2 separate regions of the Macaca mulatta genome follow, and region 1 is linked to region 2. The links are chromatin contacts, called in public Hi-C maps. All regions are on one chromosome and are shown on one strand. The core of a region is the stretch at or near the end of the contact, and the rest is flanking DNA. Distances in the headings are between cores, read along the strand shown. Region 1 holds the start of UBE2D3 (ubiquitin conjugating enzyme E2 D3). Region 2 holds the start of MANBA (mannosidase beta).

The links. A called contact is a pair of places that touch in the nucleus more often than the background predicts.
Region 1: a contact with region 2 is called in a Hi-C map of liver, with 2.9 times the contacts expected there. The contact joins the promoter of UBE2D3 here to the promoter of MANBA in region 2. A contact is called at or near these places in 3 of 14 Hi-C or Micro-C datasets (cortical neurons, fibroblasts and liver).

What each region holds. Positions count from the first base shown.
Region 1 is chr5:112,190,120-112,197,525 of T2T-MMU8v2.0, reverse strand. UBE2D3 (ubiquitin conjugating enzyme E2 D3) reads left to right here and starts at 2,275. Exons shown (of 8, transcript NM_001261204.1): 1 at 2,275-2,388; 2 at 3,179-3,330. The coding sequence starts at 3,307. It overlaps LOC106998434 (a long non-coding RNA gene), which reads right to left and starts at 2,204. Exons shown (of 3, transcript XR_001444887.3): 1 at 1,628-2,204; 2 at 334-460.
Region 2 is chr5:112,126,433-112,133,389 of T2T-MMU8v2.0, reverse strand. It overlaps MANBA (mannosidase beta), which reads left to right and starts at 5,367. Exons shown (of 18, transcript XM_078002035.1): 1 at 5,367-5,598.

The DNA of each region.
Region 1 (7,406 bases), core at 1,026-3,525, 67 kb before region 2:
GAGCAGCTGGGATTACAGGCGCCTGCCACCACACCCAGCTAATTTTTATATTTTTAGTAGAGATGGGGTTTCATCATGTTGGCCAGGCTGGTCTCAAACTCCTGACCTCATATGATCCACCCCTCTCAGCCTTCCCAAAGTGCTGGGATTACTAGGCGTGACCATTATTACTACTATACATTTGTTTCACACTATGGCCAGTTAATGTCTTTCTGGTTACTTTAATAACTGACATTTATACAACACTGTAGAGACTACAGTATCCTTTCACATATATTATGATACTTAAACCCCACAATCACCCTATGAGAAAGGATAGTTATTATTACTTACTTTGGCGGTGAAGAAACGGGGTCAGAAAATAACCAGGCCAGTATCAAACAAATGGGAAGCAATAACAAATCTGGGTTCCTCCCTCCACCTTCATGCCTAGTCCTGTGCTTTTAGTATATTTGGCTAGCTAGGAGAGAAAACATAGATTATTCAGGGAGGAGGGAGGGGCCAGAGGTGAGCCTCAAGAGCAGTTAGGCCATGAGGTAAGCACTTCAGGGCGTTGCTACTCACGGGGTGGTTCAGACTAGAAAAATCTGTATCACCTGGGCGCTAGTTAGAAATGTAGGCTCTCAGGCTCCACCTCTGCCCTACCAAATCAAAGCCGCATTTTCAACAAAACCCCAGGTGGTTCCTATGGACGTTAGTTTGAGAAGCACTGCTTCACTAGTGACACTACATAGCCACTTGAACAGTATACATTAGACCACTTATATTCATCATTGTTGACGTGTTGTTTTTATTAGGTAAAACTTTCTGCAACAGTTTTCAAATTAAGTGTATTTTTAAAACAAGTTTATTTTTCCATGTGATTGAAGATCTCCACTTCGGTAACTGGGGTCATTAAGGAATATTAGAAAACCTTAAGCTGGTCAGTGCTTACCCACCTTTAAATTCCTCATAAAAATAAGGTCTTTCTTTTGCCTGAAGGATACACTAGAGAGCATAACTGCCCTCTCTATACTTTAAGCCCTTGACTAAAACAGGCCAGTCCTATTCATGTAAATCCCACCTCCCAACTTGGATATTTCAGGAAGTATTGTTTTGTTTTTCTGACTCTAAACTCTACCTAATTTCTTAATTAGTCTCAACACTTTCTGGCTCAAGAACTGAAACACAGCAACAGAAGCTAAAGGTAGAGAATTTAAGCTTGTTCCCACATCTACACCTTGGCGGATGGCAGCGACTGATTACGGAGACGAGTGAAAACCCTGCCCCTAACACTCTGCCCTAGCCTCATCCACTCAATTGAGCCTGAGTCAGCCCGATCCCTGCTCTTCTCTGTACTGCTCCTTCAGTGTCAGAGAGACACTAGACCTCAGCACGTGGGAGCGCTGATGAGCGGCCAACCTGGGTCTATTTAAAACTGCTATTCCCATCTTGAGGGGCGCCTACTCCCATAGAATAACCAGCCCAGGAAGGCAGGCGAGTAAATACTGCTCACCTGTTCCACCGGAAACCTCAAAATCCCGGCCCAACCTAAACTAAAGGTATCTGGTAATTAATCCTTGGCACCTCCCACCACACACTCCTGATTGGGCGCGTGAGAGAGGGCTGTGTCTGCGCGCGCTCTTACCAGTCCGGGGAATTCCATTTCCTCTTCCAACCACCGGTATAAGCATTCAGGGGCGGTGCTTTCCTGGCAGTGGCCCGCCCCAGTTCGAGCCGGTGCCTTACTGCGTCTCGCGAGATCTTGTACATTTTGGGGGCGGAACCCCGTCAAGAAGAGCGCACAAAACTGCTCTTAAGTCATTGCAGAGGTACCGCTTCGGTTAGCCAGCCACGAAGTTCTCGCGAGAGTCGTCTCCTCAATACCAAGTGAGGAAACTGGGGGACGCTGTGGGGAGGGGCGTGGGGCTGGATCGCGCAGCGGCAGCTTCCTTTACCTTCCTCCCATGGTCTCCTTCCGGTTCTCGATGCTTCTCTGAGCCTAAGGGTTTCCGCCACTCGTCTACCCTCCCCCAGCCCATGATCCGCCTCCCTCCCCCGCCCTTCTGGTCCAATCTCCGATCTGTTTAGTAAGAAGGTGCTGTTCCGAGAAGGAGAAGGAAAAGGGCTTGGCACGTATTCACTCGGCCCCGGACGTGGGAAGCAAGCCGTCTGGCTTCGGCCTCACATCGGTCCTGTGCTCGCGACGGCGGCGTTGGCGGACTGATCCGCGGCGGTGAAGAGGCAGGAGGAGGGGGAGGGGCGGAGCGTGGCAGCTGGCAGTAGTTCCGTCAGAGCGGACATCTTGTGGCTGTGTCGTGCGCGTGAGCCCCGTAGGGCCGGGGAGGCACCAGCTGCCGCGCGGGGAGGAGGCCGAGGCCGCAGCTTGAGGGAGGCCCCGGCCCCTCTGTACGCGTGGGTGTGGACGGCTAGGGCAGGGAAGGGAGGCCGGCCCAGTGGCCGGCCGGGTAAGAGGGGTAGTGCGGGCCCTGGGCGGCTTGAGCGGCCAGCCTATTGGGTGCGGTGGGGTAGGGTGGGAAGGCTGGAGAAGCCGCGGCCTCTCCTGCTGGAGGAGGAGGGGGAATGGGCGCGTCCTCGCGCCTAAGCCGGAGCCTCAGGGACAGCACGGGCGCGTGGTGGAGGTGGCTGGGCGGGCGCGCGCGGGAGCGCGCTGGGAGGCGGAGTGAGTGTACGGTGGCGTCAGAGGCGACACAGAATAGCTCGCTGCGAGGACAGCAACACACATCAAACCTCCCTTCCTTTATTTCCTTCCCCTACCCGGCCGCACCTTTGGGCAGAAACCAAAAGCAGCCCGGCGTCCGTCCGGAGTCTTCTGCTTCCCCCTCCCCCCTTGCCTTTCTTTGCCCTAGTGACGCCGGTATAGCGCCGACTAGGCCCCGGCTCCTCCTCTGCTGGGCTCCGGACCCTGCCCCGCACCCACCCCTTTCTCCTACGCCTCTTCCTCTCCCACCCGGGTCTCTTCCTTTCTAGAGGCCGGGAAGTTAAACTTGTAGCCACCACCTCCGCTCTTCCCGTCACCCTCGCCCCCACTTCGGGCCGAAAACACAGTACTGAGGCTGTTGGTGGCTTTGCCACGCCACCCCACCCACCCCGGATCGCGGCCGCCTTAAGGGACCTGGATTCATCAGGGGCTCTCCGGGGCCTGTGCGAGTGCTGATCTGCTCCGTTTTTGCAAAAGGCGCCTGTGTCTGGCAGAGCCGCTGTGAGACGAGACAATCCTGCCCCGCCGCCGGGATAATCAAGAGTTTTGGCCGGACCTTTGAGCATACACCGAGAGAGTGAGGAGCCAGACGACAAGCACACACTATGGCGCTGAAACGGATTAATAAGGTAACCCGCGGGGACAAGGGAATTGGGGTGGTAGTAGAAAAGGAAGGCTCGGGCCAAGAGGAAAGCGTGGGGGTGGAAAAGAAGCATAATTCTGAAAATACTAGTTGGATCACTTCTTCCATTGGGGGGGATGGAGAACGCGGATATACTTGAAGAAATGAAGGTTAAAGTTAGGGAACGGAGAACACTTGTGGCAAGTGAGATGTTATGAGTGTGCTTCAGTGGAATCGGTGCAAATTAGGGGTGGAGGAGAGTGACTTAAGGCGCCTTTATTATTTTATTTTTTTGCTGCTTAAGAGTTCTTCTGGGGGTCCGAATTGCGGAGAGACGCTCCAGCAGATGTCATGGCGCTTCCTATTCTTGGTGCTTGAAAACTTACTTTAGTTGTGAGATCAAGGTTATCTAGGTCTTTTAGCGGGGAGAAAGAAAACTCGGAGGGGAGAAAAAAAATCTGGGGAGTCCGGAACTTGACTGAGGGTCGGGTAGAAGTCTCGCATATTGAAGGACAGTGAGTGAGTCTAGTAGAAACTCTTCGTCGACTCTGGGCAGGTTATACCGAATAAGTGGGTTTGGGAGGAGATGGAATGACACAGTGTTGCCACTTCCTGTATTTTGTAGTTGCGGCTTTTCACCCGAAGCTATTTATCCGAGGGACACCGGGAACTGATGTAAAAGGTCTTCTGGAAGCTCCCTTTTCCTTTTGGCTGGGGAGTGGGGGTGGATAAGGGGTGCGATGGCAGTAAGGGAAAGCTAGATGTACCTATTTTTGCCTCATTCTATTTAATAACACTGCTGGGAAAGATTCTTTCGTTACTTGAGTGGTTTGATAGTATATTATCGATTTAAGTTGGAAAAAAACTATGGTTTTTCATAGCTCTGGGAGTGAGCGGAACCTCCACCTCCGGTGGTTTAGTCTCATTTTCTTGCTCTAACTTCTATCCCGCATTTTAAGATGGCGGCTGCTTTAACTGGTTCAGGCTCTTTCCGGCGTCTCCTTTCGTAATAATGTGAAATAATATGCTTTATTAAATGTTAACTTTTGTATAGGGTTGTGCACTGCTCTAAGATCCTCTGCTCAAAACTTATCTAAATTCAAACTCTTAGATTGTATTTCCCTTTTTTGTGACTTGTGTTTGTGTGGTGTGTTTGGTTGTTGCACAATCGAGGAGGGTGGAGTATTTACAGCTAACTTGAAAAAAATGTCATGGAATAAATTCAGCCCTACTAGAAAAATGGTGGGGGGGCGGTGAGTGTTAGAAACTTTGGTTTTAATAGATTACTTTTTTAAGAAGAGTTCTGAGAGGAATGGCAAGAACTTGCCTTTACTAAAATAGACCTGATACTACTACATTTGCATGTATTTAATTATGACTGAAGTTTATTTGGCAAGATTGGTGTTTCATGAAAGAGGAAGGTTTAAATCTTCATTCAATATATATTGATATGAAATCTTGAATTTTGTTTTAGGCCTTCATTACATCGTCATTTTGGGTTATGCGAAATAAAAATTTAAATCTTTGTATTTGCGAAATGAAAGAAAAGAGGAAGAAAAGCTTTTTAGGAGTTAAGAATTAAAGTAAAATATATTATTTTGAAATAATATCCTCTTCCTGTGACCACTTTAAAGGCCAGGAACATATTGGAGAAGCCTAGTTGTATGTTATAGTGTAGTTTACGCAACGAGCATAACATTCAGTACAAATAAAAGTCTATTCTGTTGGAATTAGTTTAGGCCACTAAAATGTGGAGTCGTTCTAGATCCATAGCTTTTTGTGCATGTGGAACAGAACACGTTAAAGGAAGGTCTCACTGATTTTTTTTCTCTTACAGGTCATACCCAGCTGCTGTGACACCAGTTAAATGATTTAAAAGCTTTAGAGAGGCAATGTAACAGTGGCTAAGAGTGTTAACATTGGAGCAGAAATGCTCCAGTTAGAATTCGAGCTCTGGGCAAGTTCGTGTGCCTTTACAAGAAGGGTATCTGTTGTAGTATAAACAATAAATGGCTGTTTGCCTAATATGTACCAGGCACTGTTTTAGACATTGGGTTGGCAGCAGTGAACAAAACAAATTTTAAGTTCGTAGATTTGTTTTGAGGATTAAATGGATTAATATGCAGATTTGAACAGGCCCTTGATATATGACACTCAGTTATTACTGCTATTTTAATGTCACAATTTATAATTCTTAACCGTTTTTGTTTAAGAAATTTGATTTCTAGTTTAATACTCTTAGTTAATATAAGGTTGTCTTCTGGTATTTTAAAAATAATTAATATTCGAAATAATATTTTGAAGATTTTATGTAATATAGACACAACATAAAAACTTGGTAGATAGGAAAAACCAGTGTTTATGTCAACATTATTGATTTAACTTACAGAAACTTTGACATGTGCATGTGGTTTGGTTTTTCAGCTGTTAATGTTAGAATCACATGAGGCAACCTTCAAACATTCCACATCCAAACAATTTTAGTGAGTGTACTCTGAACTGGAATGCTCTTAGGTTTAGGCACCTGTTCTAGAAATACAGGGTCAAGTAGTCGTTGATGTCAGTATGGTATCCTTGTGTTAGGTACCTATTTCGAGTTTATTCTTGTCTGAAGATTCCACATTTCAAATATTAAGATATATTTGTATTCGTCATTAATATTTTACTGAAATGATTATTGGAATACTTTTAACCTTCAGTCCATTTGATCGAGCCTTTGAATTTATCCTTTGCTTCAGTTATGTTCTTGGAGTAAGTTTTTTGACTACTAGATCAATCAGCTTTTTTCCTGTATTTGAACAAGCTGTAATATAGTCTTAAATAGGGCTGTTAAACAACAGGAGTTAAAAGTGGCACTCACAAGTTGATTGGTATTAAGGGCCATAGACAATTTTACCACTCCCATAAACAGGGACTACAGTATATGTGTTTTAGGGACATTTGAAGATAAATATAACATGAACCAAGCCTAAAAGAATAGCTCATGTTCTCATTGTATACACCCTGTTTAAGTTTTCATAAGGATTCTTATTTCTGCAAGTATGACTTTAATGTTATAAGCAAGCAACTAGCAGGGAAACCATGGGTAAGGGGTTAGAAAACTCTAATTTGATTCTGGTTCCCCTCCTACCACCACTTCCGCTGAGATAATTTCAAGATTATCTCCATCTTGAAATTGAAAAACTAAGGCACAGAGGTTAAGAAGATGATCCGGGTTCATGTTGTGACAGTTGGCATTCGAACCCAGGCAGCCTGGTCCAGAGTATGTGTTCTTAACCACTATACTTTGATATCATCTTTTAGGGTTTTCATATAGTATTGCCTGTTACTAACAATAGTTAAGACTTAATGCAGTCTCATCTAAACCGTAACTCATTTAATCTTCAAGACAACTATGTGGCATAGATGTGCGAATTTTATAGATGAAGTGACAGGCCCAGAGAAATAGTTGTCTAGTCACACAACTAGTCAGTAACTGAGATTGATATCAGATAGTGAGGCACCCAGGCTGGACTGCAGTGGCACCATCTCAGCTCACTGCGAGCTCCGCCTCCCGGGTTTACGCCATTCTTCTGCCTCAGAATCCCGAGTAACTGGGACTACAGGCGCCCACCACCACGCCCAGCTAATTTTTTTATATTTTTAGTAGAGACAGGGTTTCACCGTGTTAGCCAGGGTGGTCTTGATCTCCTGACCTTGTGATCCGCCTGCCTCGGCCTGCCAAAGTGCTGGGATTACAGGTGTATGCCACCGCGCCCGGCCCTTCAATTCCTATTTTATAATGTATGTGGTTTTAGTTTGTTATCTGAAATAAGCTGCTTTGCTCTCCCACTTCCACATCTAAGTAATTGGGATTTAGCTTTACTCTTAGATTATAGCTAATTTGTGAGTTAAGATTTTAGCTAATATGTTTTGAAAGTGGAAGTGGATTTAATTCTTTTGGGGTAGTCTCTTCAAGCACTGAAAACTAACATGTGCCAGTTAACTGCTTAGGAGGTCTTAAGAGTGAACAAAATATACTTATTGTCCCCAACTAGTATATAGGCTGGGTAAACTGTTTGGCATGTGTTTCATATATGATCC
Region 2 (6,957 bases), core at 4,118-6,617:
GGGGTCAGACATGCCTCATTATACCCTTCTTCCTTTGGAATTCAGGCATACCTGCCAGCATTAACATTAAAACAGAGACCTTAAGACTCATAGAAGACTCTTTAAGTCTGATAAGAAACATTCCTTTCTATTGATTCTGTCTGCATAGTGAGAACCTTGGTCTCCACAACCCCTTATCTTAAGCCAGACATTCCCCTTTATTAATTATAGGTTTTTAGACAATAACTTAACTCCTTCAACCAATTTCCAATGAACAAAATTCCTGAATCCATCTATGACCTGGAAGACCCCACTTCAAATTTTCTTACCTTTCTGGACCAAACCAATGTACGTCTTACATGTATTGATTGATGTCTTATGTCTCCCCAAAATAAATAAAACCAAGCTGTGTAGCCTTGGGCAACCCTGGGCATGTGCTCTCTGGGCTGTGTCTCAGGCCACTGGTCATTTATATTTGGCTCAGAATAAATCTCTTCGAATATTTACAGAGTTTGACTCTTTTCATTGACAATATCTTTTGTAGTTGTCCCCCAGTTCTTGGATACTCTGTTCATTTTTTTTTCCCATACATTTTTCTCTGCTTTTTGGTTTTGAAAGTTTCTGTTGACATACCCTCAAGCTCAGAGATTCTTTCCTCAGCCGTGTTCCATCTACTAATAAGCCATTCTTCATTTCTGTTATGGTGCTTTTCATCACTAGCATTTTTTATTCTTTTTTAGAATTTCCATGTCTCCGCTTGCATTACTCATCTGTTTTTGTATGTTGTGTAAATTTTTCATTAAAGCCCTCAGCATATTAATCATAGTTATTTTAAATTCCTGGACTGATAATTCCAACATTCCCCCCATATCTGAGTTTGGTTTTGGCATTTGCTTTGTCTTTCCAAGTTGTATCTTTGGCTTTGTAAATTTTTGTTGAAAGCCATACATGACATCCTGGGTGAAATTGCCGTAAATAGGCCTTCAGTGATGTGTTGGAAAGGCGTTGGGAGAGGGAAAATGGTCTATTGTCCTCTGATTAGGGGTCTCAGTCATCTAATGAGCCCAGTCCCCTGGACTGTGAACTTCACAGTGTTTCTCAGCTATGTTTCACCCCCTTAGATGGGGCAGAATGTCTATAGAGGGCAGGAGTTGGGTATTTTCCTTCCCCCAGGCTGGCGAGGCTCTGATAAAATCCCAGTTGGTTCAGCTCTGGTAAAATTGTTTCTTTTGAGAATGGGTCTTGTTAAGAAGCACAGAATCTCTAGCACATTCAGAATAGTTACTTTCCTCCTCCCTGCAGGAAAGATGAGAGGATTTTTCTTCAGTCTTCACTAAGAGCTTTGTAGAGCTCCTGGAGGAAAACTTACAAAAGTACGCCACTCGCCTAAGACTGGGTCCCCTTGGAGTTTTTAACTCTCAAATTCGTGCATATTGGTCCTCCAGTAATTTGTCAATTATAGTACAGGTCTTCCTACTCCGTACTGGTTCCCACTGAGATTTCAGCCTTGGGAAAATGGTTGGGGGGTAGTGTGTGGTCTAGTCAGGTAAGCTGTGATTGCCTGTATCTACCTGTCTACATCTCTAATTTTGGGGGCAGTCGTTTGCCCTGTGACCTCACTTCTTTGACTCAGCTAAGAAGAGTTGTCTATTTTCAATTTGTGCAGCTTTTTACTTGTTTTTAGGATAGAGTGATGACTTCCAAGGTCCTTATATGCCAGGCCAGAAACTGGAAATCTATTATTGTTTTGACCCATGCATTATTTAGTATATACATATATATATATATAAACATTCCGAATAAGTGGGTTTGGTTTATCCTTTTTCATTTCTTATTTCTAATTTTATTACATTACGATAAGAGAAGGCTGCTTTCCATGCTAGCAATTTTTTGGAATTTGTTGATATTTTCTCTGTGGCTCCGTATGTTGTCAATTTTTTTCAGTGTTGTGTATGACGTAAAACAGAATGTATCAGGTGCAGTGAGGTCTTTATGCCATTAGGTAAAAACGCTTTAATTGTATGGTTCATAACTCAAGCTCTGTAGTCCACAACCTGATCACTATTCCTCATCCTCACCCCTCGATGACCCAATAACATTGACAATGATATTAAAATACAAATTTTCTTTCTCCATTTCAGTCACTGAGAGCTAACTTTCCTTCTGTCACCAGAAACGTTACAATGTAACAAACAGGCAAACTTCTCATGAATTTTAAACACAGTTTAAACACAGTTCAATTTAAAATTTTAGTCTCATATCCAACTCAAACATTTATTTCCCCCATCCATCTAGTTCAGAATTAACCTGTGGCTGGTGGACAGCGGTGGAGAAGGCGGGAGGTTTCTTTTTACAACCCTCCCCTCTCTCCAATGCTTCTGGGCCTCCCTTCCTTCTCAGGTTGGTTGTAATGCTTAATGAGGGATGGTGTAGGTTCTTCTTTGGAGACTTCTCCAGGGAAATACTCTACTGCACAGTTTGCTGACGTAGGCCATGTGTCCTGTAGTTGACTTCTTGGACTCTCTTGGGAAGAGTCCCATTATACTGGCTCAAGCCTGGTTACTTCCTACGGTGTCCTCTTGGTTTATAGGAAAGTCACGCATATGCATCCTTGACACACCAAATTCTAGTGGTATACATAGTTCCCACTACCTTCTCTCTTTGTTCTAACATTTGGGGCTTCAAACTATGGCGAAGTATGTCAAACCTTTGGGGAGGATACTTATGTCCTATTATCCCCAGTCCTGGGGTTTAATCAGACACTAAGAGTCTAAAGGAAAATGTCCACTCCACATCTCATTATTCTTTTATTTTCTTTCCCTTATTATAACTTCTGTAATATATCATGGGATTGGAATATCCTTGGCCATGGTGTTCTAATGAGTTTACCGATTTTATATATTTAGATATGAAGGAAGTGTTGTCATATAGCAAAGGACCTAACTACCTCCATTGGCCTGTTGTGACAGGATACCGACCCTATACATCATTTAACCACTGTAGCCATTATTTATCTTTTTAAACCAGGGAACTATCACTTGTTCTAAATAATTCAAACTTTGGGAAGCACCAAATGAAATGATCAAAATGAAATCTGTTTATACAGTGTAAGTTAAAGATATCCACAACTATTTTAAACATTGCATTTGGTATCATGACTCTCTAAATAAGGTTTATTCTTCCAGAAAATCATGGACAAAAATTATCCTATAAGAAAATGAAAACATCATGTCATCTGTGCCAATTCCAATTTTAGGAAGAGTACTTATTAGGGCTTTGATTATTCTTTGATGTTCTCTGTTGTCAAAATGAAGTAACCTAAATGATGTTATGCTTACATCCTGGAATGAAAGGAGGAATGAGAATCTTCTATTATTGTTTTTCTAAAAATTATATTTCTTATTTCTTAATACAACAGAATATATCCATATATATCATCAAGGATGAATTTTCCTCTGATTTGGCTTAATGAAATATCTGAGAGTTATGAAAAAATTCCTGTGCTGCTCTTGTTGCCATAAACCTTGTGTTATCAGTGTTGCACAGACCATGGCTAGCCATTTAATGCCATGAATTATGGCATATAATTTGAATGGAGAGCTTTGTTCCTATCAAAGGTAAAAATGCTTCACTTTGAAGCAGTGAGTGAGAGAGTTTCCCCTGTAATATCATTGGGCTCTGACAGCAGGACCTTGAAGAGGAGGGTTCTAATCCTGTCTGCCACTATGTGACAGGCAAGTCACCTGATCTCCTTTTTTTCTTTTTTCTTTTTTTTTCAATCTCTATAGCCCAGGCTGGAGTGCAGTGGCACCATCTCGGCTTACTGCAACCTCTGCCTCCTGGGTTTAAGAGATTCTCCTGCCTCAGTTTCCCGAGCAGCTGCAACTACAGGCACGTGCCACCACACGCCCAGCTAATTTTTGTGTTTTTAATAGAGACAGGGTTTCACCATGTTGGCCAGGCTGGTCTCGAACTCCTGACCTCAAGTGATCCACCCGCCTCGGCCTCCCAGAAGTGCTGGGATTACAGACGTAAGCCACGGCGACTGGCCCCGATCTCTTTGAACTCGGTTCCCTCATCTGTAAGCCAGCGGCTTGGGCTGAATAATCCATATGTCCTTTAAGCCAAGATATTCAGGGTTTGTAAATAATGCTGACTTTGCAAAGTAAGATATTGTCCGGTGCCTGCAGAATCAGGCAATTCCAAGGCCATTATAAGGCAAAACAAAGCTCAGATTTGATGAGAGAAAATTTCTTTTCAAGGACTTCTTCCAAAGCATAAATACAAGGCAGATAACGTCAACACAGGAGAAAGGCAGTCTATGCAATGTAAAATTCCCTCTTAACTTCTGGGATCACTGTTACGTCCTATTGAACGAATGGGACTCAGGTAGGCCATTTGACTACAACACCCGAAATAAGTCCTTGGTATTTCTTGGGTACTCTGGCATTGTTAGGGACGATCACATATGTTAACTCATTTTATACTTAAAGCAACTTGAAAACTTCAAGAAACGGAGATGGAGATTTTGCGGCTTGCCCAAGTCCCACAGCTAGTGAGTGCAGAGGATTTTAAACTCAGTTGCGCGCCTAGGGCAGGTTCCAGAACCTCAGAAACCTCCGTGGGGCTTTATGAAACATAAGGACGTAGGCCGCTAGTAACAATAGCTAACGTGAGTGCCTTCTGTGGGCCAGGCTCCATGCTGCATGCTGCATGCTACATGCTACATGCTGTAGTCTCATTTTCTTGGTTAGCCCTCGGAACAACCTTGTGACTGCTAGGTACTGCTAGGTAGTGTGAGGTACTGCTAGTACTTTTTTACTCTTTGAAGGGAGGGGTAGGCTCTGAGACCCGCGAGCTGAGCTGCAGGGGGGTGAGGGTTATGCTACCAGGTAGATGAGGGTCTGTGTAAATTTGGGGGAAGGGAAGTGTGGGTTGTCTCCCAGTTTCGGTTCTTTGAAGGAGAGAGGAGCCTCTCCAGCTGTGGTCTCCACGTACAGTCGGTCTCTGATCTCCCGAGGCTTTGTGCCACTTCGCGTCCAGGGATCTTTATGTCCCAATTACTGTGCAAGGTTCTTGCCTCCAGTCGTAGGTACTGAGGCGGCGGGAAGGAGCACTGAAGGAGGGCTCAGACCGCAATGCCCCCCAGCCTGTAGCTATTCTCGGGGGCTGCAGCTACCGCAACCGCGACGCCGGACTTCCACCGGGTGCAGGCGCAGGCTCCTCGTTCTCCTGCAGCCCGCGGCGGCGCCGGGAGAGCGCTCAGCTGACCTGGGGGCGGGGCCGGGGCGGGGCCGGGGCGGGGCCGGGGCGGGGCCGGGGCGGGGCCGGGGCGGGGACCTAAAGCCTCTGCTCCTTCCGAGTGGGTGAGTGGGTTCCCCGCCGGTCTCTTGCAGCGCTGCCTTTCTATCCTTCCACATCTCTGTGGCGCGGGCTCCCAAGATGCGCCTCCACCTGCTCCTGCTGCTCGCGCTGTGCGGTACAGGGACCACCGCTGCGGCGCTTAGCTACAGCTTGCGGGGAAACTGGAGCATCTGCAATGGGAACGGCTCGCTGGAGCTGCCCGGCGCGGTCCCCGGCTGCGTGCACAGCGCCTTGTTCCAGCAGGGCCTGATCCAGGTACGGCATGCGGCCGACCCGTAGCGAGCCTGCGCCCGCCTTCCTCTGGTGCTGAGAGGGGCCCAGGAACCGCCTGGCAGCCCCCAGCTGTGGGCCATTCTTGTCGGTTTGGCAGTAACTTCCCCTTTGCATCTTGTGATCTGCTGGGGGAAATGCCCAGGCTATGGGGTACGGGCTTGACGGATGAGCGACGGACCCATGTTGGGACATCAGTAACTCTGGAAAGCGGAAGTTTAGATAGAGGAACGGTATTGCTACTAGCAGTTTATTTACCGCAGTCGTTCTCGACTGAAGCGTGTATACAAAGGGCATGTTGTCACTGACAAGCATAAGGTCGGGAATTACTGTCTTTACTATCTGCACGCTACAGGGGACAACAGCGTTTTGCTAAGTAAGGGTTAACTCTATTGAGTAATGTCTCGGTTTTTTATTTTCGCTTTTAAGCGTCAGGGAGTCAGATTTGGGATTGATGCAGCACAGACGCTGTGGAGAATGACCTACAAGAGTAAAGTTGGGTTTGTCAGTGCTAGTGTGGCTAATAATGGGTAAATAATTTCTAAGGCTAACTTGGTGATGAACAAAGGTGCTGTTTCCTCTCAGGGCGTGTGTGTGTGTGTGTGTGTGTGTGTGTGTGTGTGTGTGTGTGTGTATCTCAATGGAGTCTCCAATTTACAGACTACTTGTGGGGGACGTTTTCCTGTTTGGCTGCCTGTGTGCATAGGTTTGCAAACTGACTTCCATCCTCCAACTGCTTTTGCTGTTCCCTCTTGCACAGCGTTGCCACGTGTTGCCTTTACATGGGGCAAGATGTGCTTGTAATTGATCTACTTGTGGGATGCATACATTGTCCAATCCTCATAACAACTCTATATAGTAAGTGTTCATATCTGAATTTTATGGATAATATGGAATTATGGAACACAGAGAAATTAGGAAGGTGACCAATATCATACAGCAACTAAATGGAAAGAAATGGAATTCTAACCCAGGTCAACTCCATAGCCTGGTCTCTATACTATGTGGTATGCTTACTTTGGTTTTTTGAAAAATCATGTGTTTTTGAAGCACTGTGGTTGACTTTCAGGAGCACCATTCTAAGTTTATTTCCATGACAAGGTGGTCACCTGCGGTTATGCAAAATTTCTGACCTGGTACTTAGTCGTTTTTTTTTTTTGTTTGTTTTTTCCTGAGATGTGTATCAGAAAGGAGGTGAATGTTGTAAATGACATTGACCATTGTCCAATGTATTTTTATAGTAAATCATTCCCAAACTTTAGTACTTTATTTTTAGTTGACAAACTACTTGTGATATAGAACACAGTTGACCACAGTATACTCTGAGTCTTCACTTATATCTGC